Regions from separate parts of the Mus musculus genome. Here region 1 is linked to region 2. Evidence: chromatin contacts called from public Hi-C data. All regions are on one chromosome and are shown on one strand. Each heading gives the region's core, a stretch centred on a gene start, on an enhancer-like site or on the middle of the called end of the contact. The rest is flanking DNA. Distances are from core to core; before and after follow the strand shown. Region 1 holds the start of Celsr1 (cadherin, EGF LAG seven-pass G-type receptor 1). Region 2 overlaps Celsr1 (cadherin, EGF LAG seven-pass G-type receptor 1).

Region 1 (5,140 bases), core at 761-3,260, 51 kb before region 2:
AGAGAGCTCTCAAGATCTATGAGGGTCCAAAAACAACTCTACCTTTAGGTTAGTGTAATGGCTTCTGTTGTTCCCAGTAAGAAAAGATTATTTTCAGCTACTGAGAAATCCCAGAGATTCATCTATGACATAAACTTTATGCTATATGTATGATCGTATATATATGATTAATATCACACATGTGTATATTAGTACACATATATGCTATTAATGCTGAGGAAGCTCCCTTGACTGTTTTTGTTTTTTGTTTTGTTGTCTTTTCTTTAAAGATTTATCTATTTATTTATTTTATGTAAGTACACTGTACACTTTTCAGACACACTCATCGGATCCCATTACAGATGGTTGTGACCACCATGTAGTTGCTGGGAATTGAACCTCTGAAAGAGCAGTCGGTGCTCTTGACCACTGAGCCATCTTTCCAGCTCCCCCCCAACTCCCCCCCCCCACAGGTTTTAAAGCGACCCTGTGTCCTATTGTCCTATTGTCATCCTGCTGGGCCCTGACTGCCTAGAAAACCCAACTCTGATGGTGATCAAGCAGCCTTCAGGGTCCCACTCCTCCAACTGATCCCAGGAGAAATCTTTCAAAGGCAAGAGGCCTGCCCAGTGTGTCCATGCGTGACTGAGGCTGCAGTGGGCTTGGGCCCCTTTCAAGGAGGTGGGGAAAATGTTGCAAAGGTCCGCCTCTCCCCTCCCTAGTTCGGAAGCACCGCCTTTAAGGTGTGCTCCTTTGGAATCTAGGCTCGGTCTTGCGGCTCTGAAGCCACGCCCCACCCTTTCACGCAGGGCGAGAGTGATTCTCCAGCCCCCTTCTGGTTTTCCCCAGGTTCTCACGGATCCTGCCCCCTCAGTGTTTGCTTGTCCCCTGATGGGCAGTAACTAGGGGTTTGGTGACAGACGGTCTCCTCCACCAATGTTCAGGCCCCACAGCATGTTCTGGGGAACAAGGCCCCTCCCACTGTCACCTCCAAACTACATTATTTTTCTTTCCAATTTAAATGTTGCACTTTAAACAAAGTGGAACCCGAATCCGGTTAACTGCCCATGAGATTTCAAAATCCAAGGAACTCCTTGGAGTTAAGCATTTGAGCTCCCGCGAGGCTGGAGTCTAACAGTCTCCCAGTCCCCTGCCACCGCCACGACTCTACCGAAGTTTTCTAGCACCTCTGTATCTTGGAACTCTAGATCTAACTCTCTCGACGCCAGGGGTGGCTTACTCATAGATCTGCACTATCAGGTGCAATGCGAGGATTGAACAGCACTCGGCCCAGAGGAAACTGTACGAGGGACTCTTTAGCAGCCGCGGCCCGGGACTCTAGAGCAGTAGTTGAGCGCCACGCTCCCAGGGCCCGGTCCTCTGCGGATGTTGGGTGCCAAGACCGAAAGGGAAGGGGCTGGAGGCCAGGCCCCGCTAGGGCCGCGCCCCCACGTCTCCATGGAGATCATCGGGGCGCGCACCTCCTGGCTGGCTCCCTCCCCATCATCCTCCCCCTCCCAGGGCTGAACAATGAGCCACTGGGAGGGGGCGGGGCGGGGCCGGGGGCGGGGAGAGAGAGAGAGTGGCGGGGGCGCTGGCAAAGCACACCGCCTAGCCAGCAATCCGTCGCCAGGGTCTGCGGGCGGTGTGGTGATCGCAGCCCCCGCCCCGCCCCGGGCCCGCCCAGCTTCCCACGCCCGCCCAGCAGAGTCGGTGCTGGGGCCACCTGGAGCCGCCTGGAGCCGGCGCTGCTGCAGGTTGATGCGCGGCGCCCTCCCGGGACGCACGGAGGAGCCATCTTGAAACCAACTTGGCAAACTTTCGCAAAGTGCTCTCGAAGTGGAAGCTGAGCGGGAGGCCGGGCGCGCGGCCCCCGGTGTCCTCGCCAGGGCCCCCGGGGAGGCAGAGCGCGGGCCGCCCCGAGGGCCCGGCGCTGGGCGCGCGGGAGCCGCCCCCCGGCCGCGCCGGGTGGATGCGGAGGTGCGCCGGGTGCATGGATTGTGCTCCGGCGCCCGGCTCGGGCTGCGGCTCCGGGCCATGGCGCCGTCATCGCCGCGCGTGCTGCCCGCGCTGGTGTTGCTGGCCGCCGCCGCCCTGCCAGCCCTGGAGTTGGGAGCAGCCGCTTGGGAGCTGCGGGTGCCTGGCGGGGCCCGCGCCTTCGCTCTCGGACCCGGCTGGAGCTACAGGTTGGACACCACGCGCACGCCTCGGGAGCTGCTGGACGTGAGCCGCGAGGGGCCAGCAGCCGGTCGGAGGCTTGGGCTTGGCGCGGGGACTCTGGGCTGTGCCCGCTTGGCCGGGAGGCTGCTGCCGCTGCAGGTCCGGCTGGTCGCCCGCGGCGCCCCGACGGCCCCGAGCTTGGTACTAAGGGCACGCGCCTATGGTGCCCGCTGTGGGGTCCGGCTGTTGCGCCGCTCGGCCCGCGGTGCAGAGCTGCGCTCTCCGGCCGTCCGCTCAGTTCCTGGACTTGGAGATGCGCTCTGCTTCCCGGCCGCAGGCGGCGGCGCAGCCTCGCTGACTTCGGTGCTTGAGGCCATCACCAACTTCCCCGCCTGCAGCTGCCCGCCGGTCGCCGGGACCGGCTGCAGGCGCGGACCCATTTGCCTGCGGCCAGGAGGTTCAGCTGAGCTGCGTCTGGTGTGCGCCCTGGGACGCGCGGCAGGCGCCGTTTGGGTAGAGCTGGTAATAGAGGCGACCTCTGGGACGCCCTCAGAGTCGCCCTCGGTGTCGCCATCGTTGCTTAACCTGTCCCAACCTCGGGCGGGGGTGGTGCGACGGTCTAGGCGGGGCACGGGCAGCAGCACGAGCCCGCAGTTCCCGCTGCCCAGCTACCAGGTGTCAGTGCCTGAGAATGAGCCTGCGGGCACTGCGGTCATCGAACTGCGCGCGCACGACCCAGACGAAGGCGATGCAGGACGCCTTAGCTACCAGATGGAGGCGCTGTTCGATGAGCGCTCTAATGGCTACTTCCTCATCGATGCCGCCACGGGTGCAGTGACCACAGCCCGCTCCCTGGACCGGGAGACCAAGGACACTCATGTACTCAAAGTTAGTGCTGTGGACCACGGCTCCCCGAGGCGCTCAGCTGCCACCTACCTCACCGTAACTGTCAGTGACACTAACGACCACAGCCCAGTCTTTGAGCAGTCTGAGTATCGAGAGCGAATTCGAGAAAACCTGGAGGTGGGCTATGAGGTTCTGACCATCCGTGCCACCGACGGGGATGCCCCTTCCAACGCAAACATGCGCTATCGTCTGCTGGAGGGCGCAGGTGGTGTCTTTGAGATAGACGCACGATCAGGTGTCGTGCGCACACGGGCTGTGGTGGACCGTGAGGAGGCGGCTGAGTACCAGCTGCTGGTGGAGGCCAATGACCAGGGTCGCAATCCAGGCCCACTCAGTGCCTCAGCCACCGTCCACATAGTGGTAGAAGACGAGAATGACAACTACCCCCAGTTCAGTGAGAAGCGCTATGTGGTTCAAGTCCCAGAAGACGTAGCCGTCAACACGGCTGTGCTTCGAGTCCAGGCCACTGACCGGGACCAGGGGCAGAATGCAGCCATACACTACAGCATCGTTAGTGGCAACCTGAAGGGTCAGTTCTACCTGCATTCGCTTAGTGGGAGCCTGGATGTTATCAACCCGCTGGACTTCGAGGCCATCCGGGAGTACACCCTGCGCATCAAAGCCCAGGATGGGGGCCGGCCTCCTCTCATTAATTCCTCAGGACTGGTCTCGGTGCAGGTGTTAGATGTGAACGACAATGCGCCCATCTTTGTGAGCAGCCCCTTTCAGGCTGCCGTGCTAGAGAATGTGCCCCTCGGCCACTCAGTCCTGCACATCCAAGCGGTGGACGCAGATGCAGGGGAGAACGCCAGGCTGCAGTACCGTCTAGTGGACACAGCCTCCACTATCGTGGGGGGCAGCAGTGTCGACTCTGAGAACCCTGCCTCTGCCCCAGACTTCCCCTTCCAAATCCACAACAGCTCCGGTTGGATTACTGTGTGCGCGGAGCTGGACCGTGAGGAGGTGGAACACTATAGCTTTGGAGTAGAAGCAGTGGACCATGGCTCACCAGCCATGAGCTCCTCTGCCAGCGTGTCCATCACAGTGCTGGATGTAAATGATAACGACCCCATGTTCACGCAGCCTGTGTATGAGCTGCGTCTGAATGAGGATGCGGCTGTCGGGAGCAGCGTGCTGACCCTCAGGGCCCGAGACCGTGATGCCAATAGTGTGATCACCTACCAGCTGACGGGTGGGAACACCCGCAACCGCTTCGCACTCAGCAGCCAGAGCGGCGGTGGCCTTATCACCTTGGCACTGCCCCTGGACTACAAGCAGGAACGGCAGTATGTGCTGGCTGTGACCGCGTCCGATGGCACGCGTTCACACACCGCGCAGGTCTTTATCAACGTTACAGATGCCAACACCCACAGGCCGGTCTTCCAGAGTTCCCACTACACGGTCAGTGTGAGTGAAGACCGGCCCGTGGGCACCTCCATCGCTACCATCAGTGCCACGGATGAGGATACGGGTGAGAACGCCCGCATCACCTATGTGCTAGAGGATCCCGTACCACAGTTCCGCATTGACCCGGACACTGGCACCATCTATACCATGACGGAACTGGACTATGAGGACCAGGCTGCCTACACGCTGGCCATCACGGCTCAGGACAATGGCATTCCTCAGAAGTCAGACACTACCTCTCTGGAGATCCTTATCCTCGACGCCAATGACAACGCGCCCAGGTTCCTGCGAGATTTCTACCAGGGTTCTGTTTTCGAGGATGCCCCCCCATCTACCAGTGTCCTCCAGGTCTCTGCTACAGACCGTGACTCAGGCCCTAATGGCCGCCTCCTGTACACTTTCCAGGGTGGGGATGATGGAGATGGAGATTTCTACATTGAGCCCACGTCTGGTGTGATCCGTACCCAGCGCCGGCTGGACAGAGAGAATGTGGCCGTGTACAACCTTTGGGCTCTCGCTGTGGATCGGGGCAGCCCGAATCCCCTCAGTGCGTCAGTGGGAATTCAGGTGAGTGTGTTGGACATTAACGACAACCCCCCAGTGTTTGAGAAGGACGAGCTGGAGCTGTTTGTGGAAGAGAACAGCCCTGTGGGTTCAGTGGTAGCAAGAATAAGGGCCAACGACCCGG
Region 2 (4,775 bases), core at 1,077-3,576:
CAGGGAGAGGCACAGTTCCCAGTGCTTTGAGCCTATAGAGTCCTGGAGAATACAGGAGCTGGGGACAGGGGTACAGCATCTGGCAGTGATCTGCTGATGGCAGTAGTGGCTCTCCCTAAGTGTCAAAGCCATGACAGTTTAGAGACAGCGAGGGGGATGAGGTCCCATAGTGAGTGGGTAGATGGCACTGGCTTCTATTCAAGTCTCACTGAATTGTCCGCCAGGCTTTGTTGTCTAATAGGTTAGAAACTAACCTATCCTACTCCTAGTCTCCAGTGGGCAGGACTGGGATCTTCCTGCCGCTCTCCCATCCACCCTACCCACCATCACTGGGGCCTTTCAGTATGGCTGTAGGAGTGGCTCAGCTCAGCATACTCCGGCTCTCAGTGTTGTACTATCCTTGTTTGAAGAGGCCAGTGAGGAGACCTTTATGGACCTGTCCACACTGCTAAGGACTCATTCCTGGGCTTAACTCCCTTCCGCCTGCCTCCCCTCAAAATCACACAAGGCCAGCAGACGACTTCCGTCTCCTGCCTCTGTGGTCTTGTCCCCCTGTGACTTCACGTTCTCATGTGGTCCATGCTAAATAATGCTCCCCAACCTATGCCGGACCTGGGGTGCCCTTGTCCAGTGAATTGTGTCCCCAAACTAGGTCCCATGCTGTCGTCCTTTGGAACCCATGCTGGTTTCAAACTCATGATAATCCTACTGCCTCAGTCTCCCAGTCTTCCCTGGGATCGCAGGGAATCATAGGAATTGCAGCTCTCTCCCCACTTATGGATTCTGGAGCTTGGTCTCAGAATGAAGTGGCTGATTGTGCCGTTGTTAGACACTTGGTCACAGTTGTGTCACGGCACTTTGAGGACAGGGACCCCCTCTTCCCTCTTACTTCCCAGGCTTTCCCGCCACTTTTTCTTCATTGCATGTCCGCTTCAGGGAAGCAACCTCTATCCCTCCTGGTGATGGCTACTCTGCCTCTCAACCTCAATGATGTCACCTGCACTGGGTTTCAGAGCTGTAGCTCTGACCCCAGCTCCCCATTCCATACTGGGAGGGCTTTAGGCTGTGAAGAGGTACCCTTGGCATCAGGATGCAGTTGTGGATGTATACCGTCTATTTTCTCACCACTGCCCCTCATCCATGTCAGAGGATCAGGCAACAGCCTCTACCCCTCACTGTGGAGACGTGGAAAGTTCTTCCAGGCATTGAGAGGCCCTGCTGGCAGCCACCCTACAGCCTGGTGCTCTGCCTGACACCTGCTCTGCCTCCTTCCTGTTGTCTGAGGGAGTGCGGTGTCTTCTGAGAAGGTGGTGGATGTTGCATCGGGCCGGTTGAGGATGCTGAAGCATCAGGCTGCTTTAGGATACTACAAAGCCAGTGGCGGCTGTGGTTGGTTCCTGCGCTGTCCTCACACAGAGGAAAAGCCTTCAGCTCTGGTCTGGGGAGCTGTCTAAGCCCAGAGCTTTCCTAAGTTGAGCATACTGACCCTGCACACCCAACCTAGCTGCAAAATAAACAGAAGGCATGGAGAAGAGAGTTAGTTCTCTGTATCCGTGCCTTTAAAATCACTCACACCATCAGGACCTGGGGCACAGAGAGCCTGAGACAGCAGCACCACAGCCTAGAGGGTCTGTGCCTGAATGTCACCTGGGGTTCTGAGTGGGGACCTAGATAGGAAAAGGACACTGAGTCAAAACACAGGGAACCTGAGGGTAGTGTGAACTGAACTGTGGTTAGTAGGCGCTGATATGGCCCTTAAATGATGATACTCGTCCCCCACTAATTTAGTGACGTGGTTAATGGGGATTGTGGGCACATAGTCTTTGGGATGTCTCTCTCTACACATTTTATGCAATTCTGAAGCTGTTCTGGAATAGAATTTATTTAAAGTCAGTGGCCCAGACAGAGCCAGTATCTACATTGCAGAGAATGGCCAGGTCTAGTTCTCTGGACTCCCGAGCAGTGACACACACACACACACACACACACACACACACACACACACAGACTCTTGTTTTATCTTGTGTAAAAGGGGTTGCTTGCTCCCTTCTAAAGCCATGTTATCTAGATCTGCCCTGTTCGCTGGTTTCTAACCCTATCTGTTTTCACCGTGTGGCATTCCATCTCAGGGTGGCCAATCCTTCATTTCAGTGGTGGCCTTGGTGACAGACATTTACACTTGTGTCCCCCAAAGGCTTTACTAAGTCATAGGTTGGCTCAGAAACCCAAGCCAGACCACTGAAGCCACACACACACCTCTGGCTTACAGACTGGGAGGAGTTAGCCCCAGGGCAGGCAGTAGGCGTGGCCATGCTTCTGACACATCAGTACCCAAAGCTGCTTCTGTGGTTGGGTTTGCTTCCTCTCTGAGTGAGGAGAGCTGCCTCTAGGCTGTGGCTCCTCGTTCTGGTATGTTCTTCTGTGCTGTGTGCCTCTTTGGGCTGCCCCCTGTGAAGGCCGAGACTTGGTGTCCCCTTTCACGGTGGGTCAGGGTAACCCAATCAATCTACTATAAGAAAGGAGGCTTTTAACTTAAAGTCATATGACCTTTAACATCCTAGGCCAGGACAAACAAATCCCCGTGTGGTTAAAGAATGTCTTGAAACAATTGCCATCAGGAAGCAAGCACTGTCCTAGTCAAACCACTGTGACAAGATCAAATCGGCTACAAAAACATGCCTCGATGGAAAGCCGTCCCTGGGTGGTGTTTGTGCGTCTGTCAGTGCTGGAGTGGAGGAGACAGTAGGCTCCTGCTGTCTGCCCTCCTTTCATCCACACTTGCTTACCTAGAAACTTCTGAGTACTGGGGACTGGTCTAGACGTCACCAGTGCAAACGATAATTACAGGAACACAACCTGAGAGTCCTTGGTCCTTAGGGACTCTTGGGCATAAACAGTTGGAATGAGTAGGACCGTGGCCACCCCTAAGCAGGAACAAAAGCATGAATGTGGGGAAGGACGGGTGTTCAACATGGAGACCCTGGGAGGTTGCTTTGCATGGACACCCTCAGTGAGGGACTGGTGCAGTCAGAGGGTTCTCAGAGTGGAGGGCCCTCAGTGAGGTGAGTGAGCAGAGACTCAGGTGGCAAGGGGACAGCCAGTGGATAGTGACGAAGGCAGTACTCGAGGCAAAAATTGACGGTGTACATTTAATCCCTGAGGTGGATTGAGGGGTTGGGCAGGCAGAGCTGGAGATGTATAAATCCTATATGCAGCCTAGTGATACCCCTGGGTTATAATCAAGCTCTTTAAAAAATTTAACTTTGGGGGACTGGAGAGATGGCTCAGCGGTTAAGAGCACTGACTGCTTTTCCAGAGGTCCCGAGTTCAATTCCCAGCAACCACATGGTGGCTCACAACCATCTATAATGGCATCTGATGCCCTCTTCTGGTGTGTCTGAAGACAGTGACCATGTACTCGCATACATAAAATAAATAAATCTTTCAAAAAAGTTTAACTTTATACTTAAATTATAATCTTAACCACTTAAAGAACACCTCTCAGTGTCATTAAGAATGTTCATGATCTGTTGAAATTTTATTTTTGATTTATGTGTGTGGAAGTTTTCTGCACGTGCATATGTGCACCACATGTGTGCCTGGCGCTCACAAGGCCAGATGGAGATGTAGAATTTTATAGACAGTTGTGCATCACCATGTTAGGAAGTAAATTCACATCTTTTGCAAGAGCAGCCAGTGCTTTCAAACACTGAGCCATCTGTCTAGCCCCATCATATTTTCTTCAATTGAAAAAATTTTTTTCTGCAGGGTGATGGTGGCATATGCCTTTTACCCCAGCACCCAGGAGGCAGAAGCAGGTGGATCTCTGAGTTCAAAGCCAGCCTGCTCTACAGACCAAGTTTAGGGCAGCCAGAACTACACAGAGAAAACCTGTGTCTATCACAAGTCTACCCTCTATCAGTCTGACACAGAAACATACCACCTTACAGCAGGACTTTCTGCTCCTTTCCCCACAGGCTCGCAGCCATCTCATAATGCAAAATACATTCAGTCCAACTTCGAAAATCCCCATAGTCTTGGACAATACCGTGTCAAAGTGGGAGTGGAGAATCTCTTTTGAGATGCAGGTTATCCCTTAACCATGAGCTCCCCAGACAGTCAAGAAGCAAGTTATCTTCTTCTAACAGTAACAACGCAGAGTAAGCAATCCATTCCAGAAGGGAAGAATGGAGACACAGCGGGAAACGATCAGACTAAAGCAGAACTGAAGTCCGGTGGGGAAAAATTCTCAATCTCCCAGTCACGGTTAGCTTGTCGGGCTTATAATGTAATCACCTGGGGTCCACAGGGCTAAGGTGGCCCCTCATCTCCGACTCTGCCATCCTCAGCACACATAACCTCTCTTGGTTATGTGTACGCATAATCCACTCCACCTGTAGCTCTCCTCGGTGGGCATCCCATGGTTCTGGCATTTCTAACATCTTAGGGCCTTTGTTGCAAATTTATGCTCCATCCTCGTGGCCTCGTGCATAGTATCCTAGAGCCTCCTTGCGGGGACTCCAACTCCTGCCACATGTTCTCTGGCCTCAGGCACTTTCTGGAGCCATGGCTCAAGTCTCTTTTTTTTATCTTGTCCCTTTTATGCCAATACCATGGAGATAGATGATGCTGCAAAGTTCTGCTTCTAGCATGGGATTGAGCTTGGCTCCCTTGGACCATAGTTACATTGGCCTTTGTGTGCTGACCAACACAAAGGATAGAGTCCATCGTGGGGGCTGAGGAGAGGGGAGGCTTGGGCAGTGATGTGGAGGGAT

The links. Hi-C and Micro-C count contacts between places; a contact is called where the count stands out from the background.
Region 1: a Hi-C map of CD8 T cells shows a contact between it and region 2, with 3 times the contacts expected there. The contact joins the promoter of Celsr1 here to the enhancer-like site in region 2. A contact is called at or near these places in 11 of 39 promoter capture datasets (the 3T3-L1 cell line, 3T3-L1-derived adipocytes, the HPC-7 cell line and 7 more), 3 of 15 datasets of contacts at CTCF or cohesin (CD8 T cells, large pre-B cells and pro-B cells), 60 of 484 Hi-C or Micro-C datasets (the AML12 cell line, CD4 T cells, CD4 single positive thymocytes and 37 more), 23 of 115 datasets of contacts at active chromatin or transcription factors (the 230-238 cell line, CD8 T cells, the SCID.adh cell line and 15 more) and 3 of 9 other capture datasets (adipose tissue, liver and pancreatic islet).

Annotation. Positions count from the first base shown.
Region 1 is chr15:86,030,647-86,035,786 of GRCm38.p6, reverse strand. Celsr1 (cadherin, EGF LAG seven-pass G-type receptor 1) reads left to right here and starts at 2,010. Exons shown (of 35, transcript NM_009886.2): 1 at 2,010-5,140. The coding sequence starts at 2,017. It overlaps Gm34764 (a long non-coding RNA gene), which reads right to left and starts at 1,534. Exons shown (of 3, transcript XR_384307.4): 1 at 1,220-1,534.
Region 2 is chr15:85,979,847-85,984,621 of GRCm38.p6, reverse strand. The region is part of intron 1 of Celsr1 (cadherin, EGF LAG seven-pass G-type receptor 1); the gene reads left to right. Among named protein-coding and RNA genes, the nearest start is that of Celsr1, 52 kb to the left of the region's middle. Within about 2 kb of position 2,326, at least 178 of the 459 cell types and tissues checked have an H3K27ac peak or open chromatin away from gene starts, as enhancers often do. A contact at or near this core is called in the 230-238 cell line, CD4 single positive thymocytes, CD8 T cells and 27 more, where this site is marked.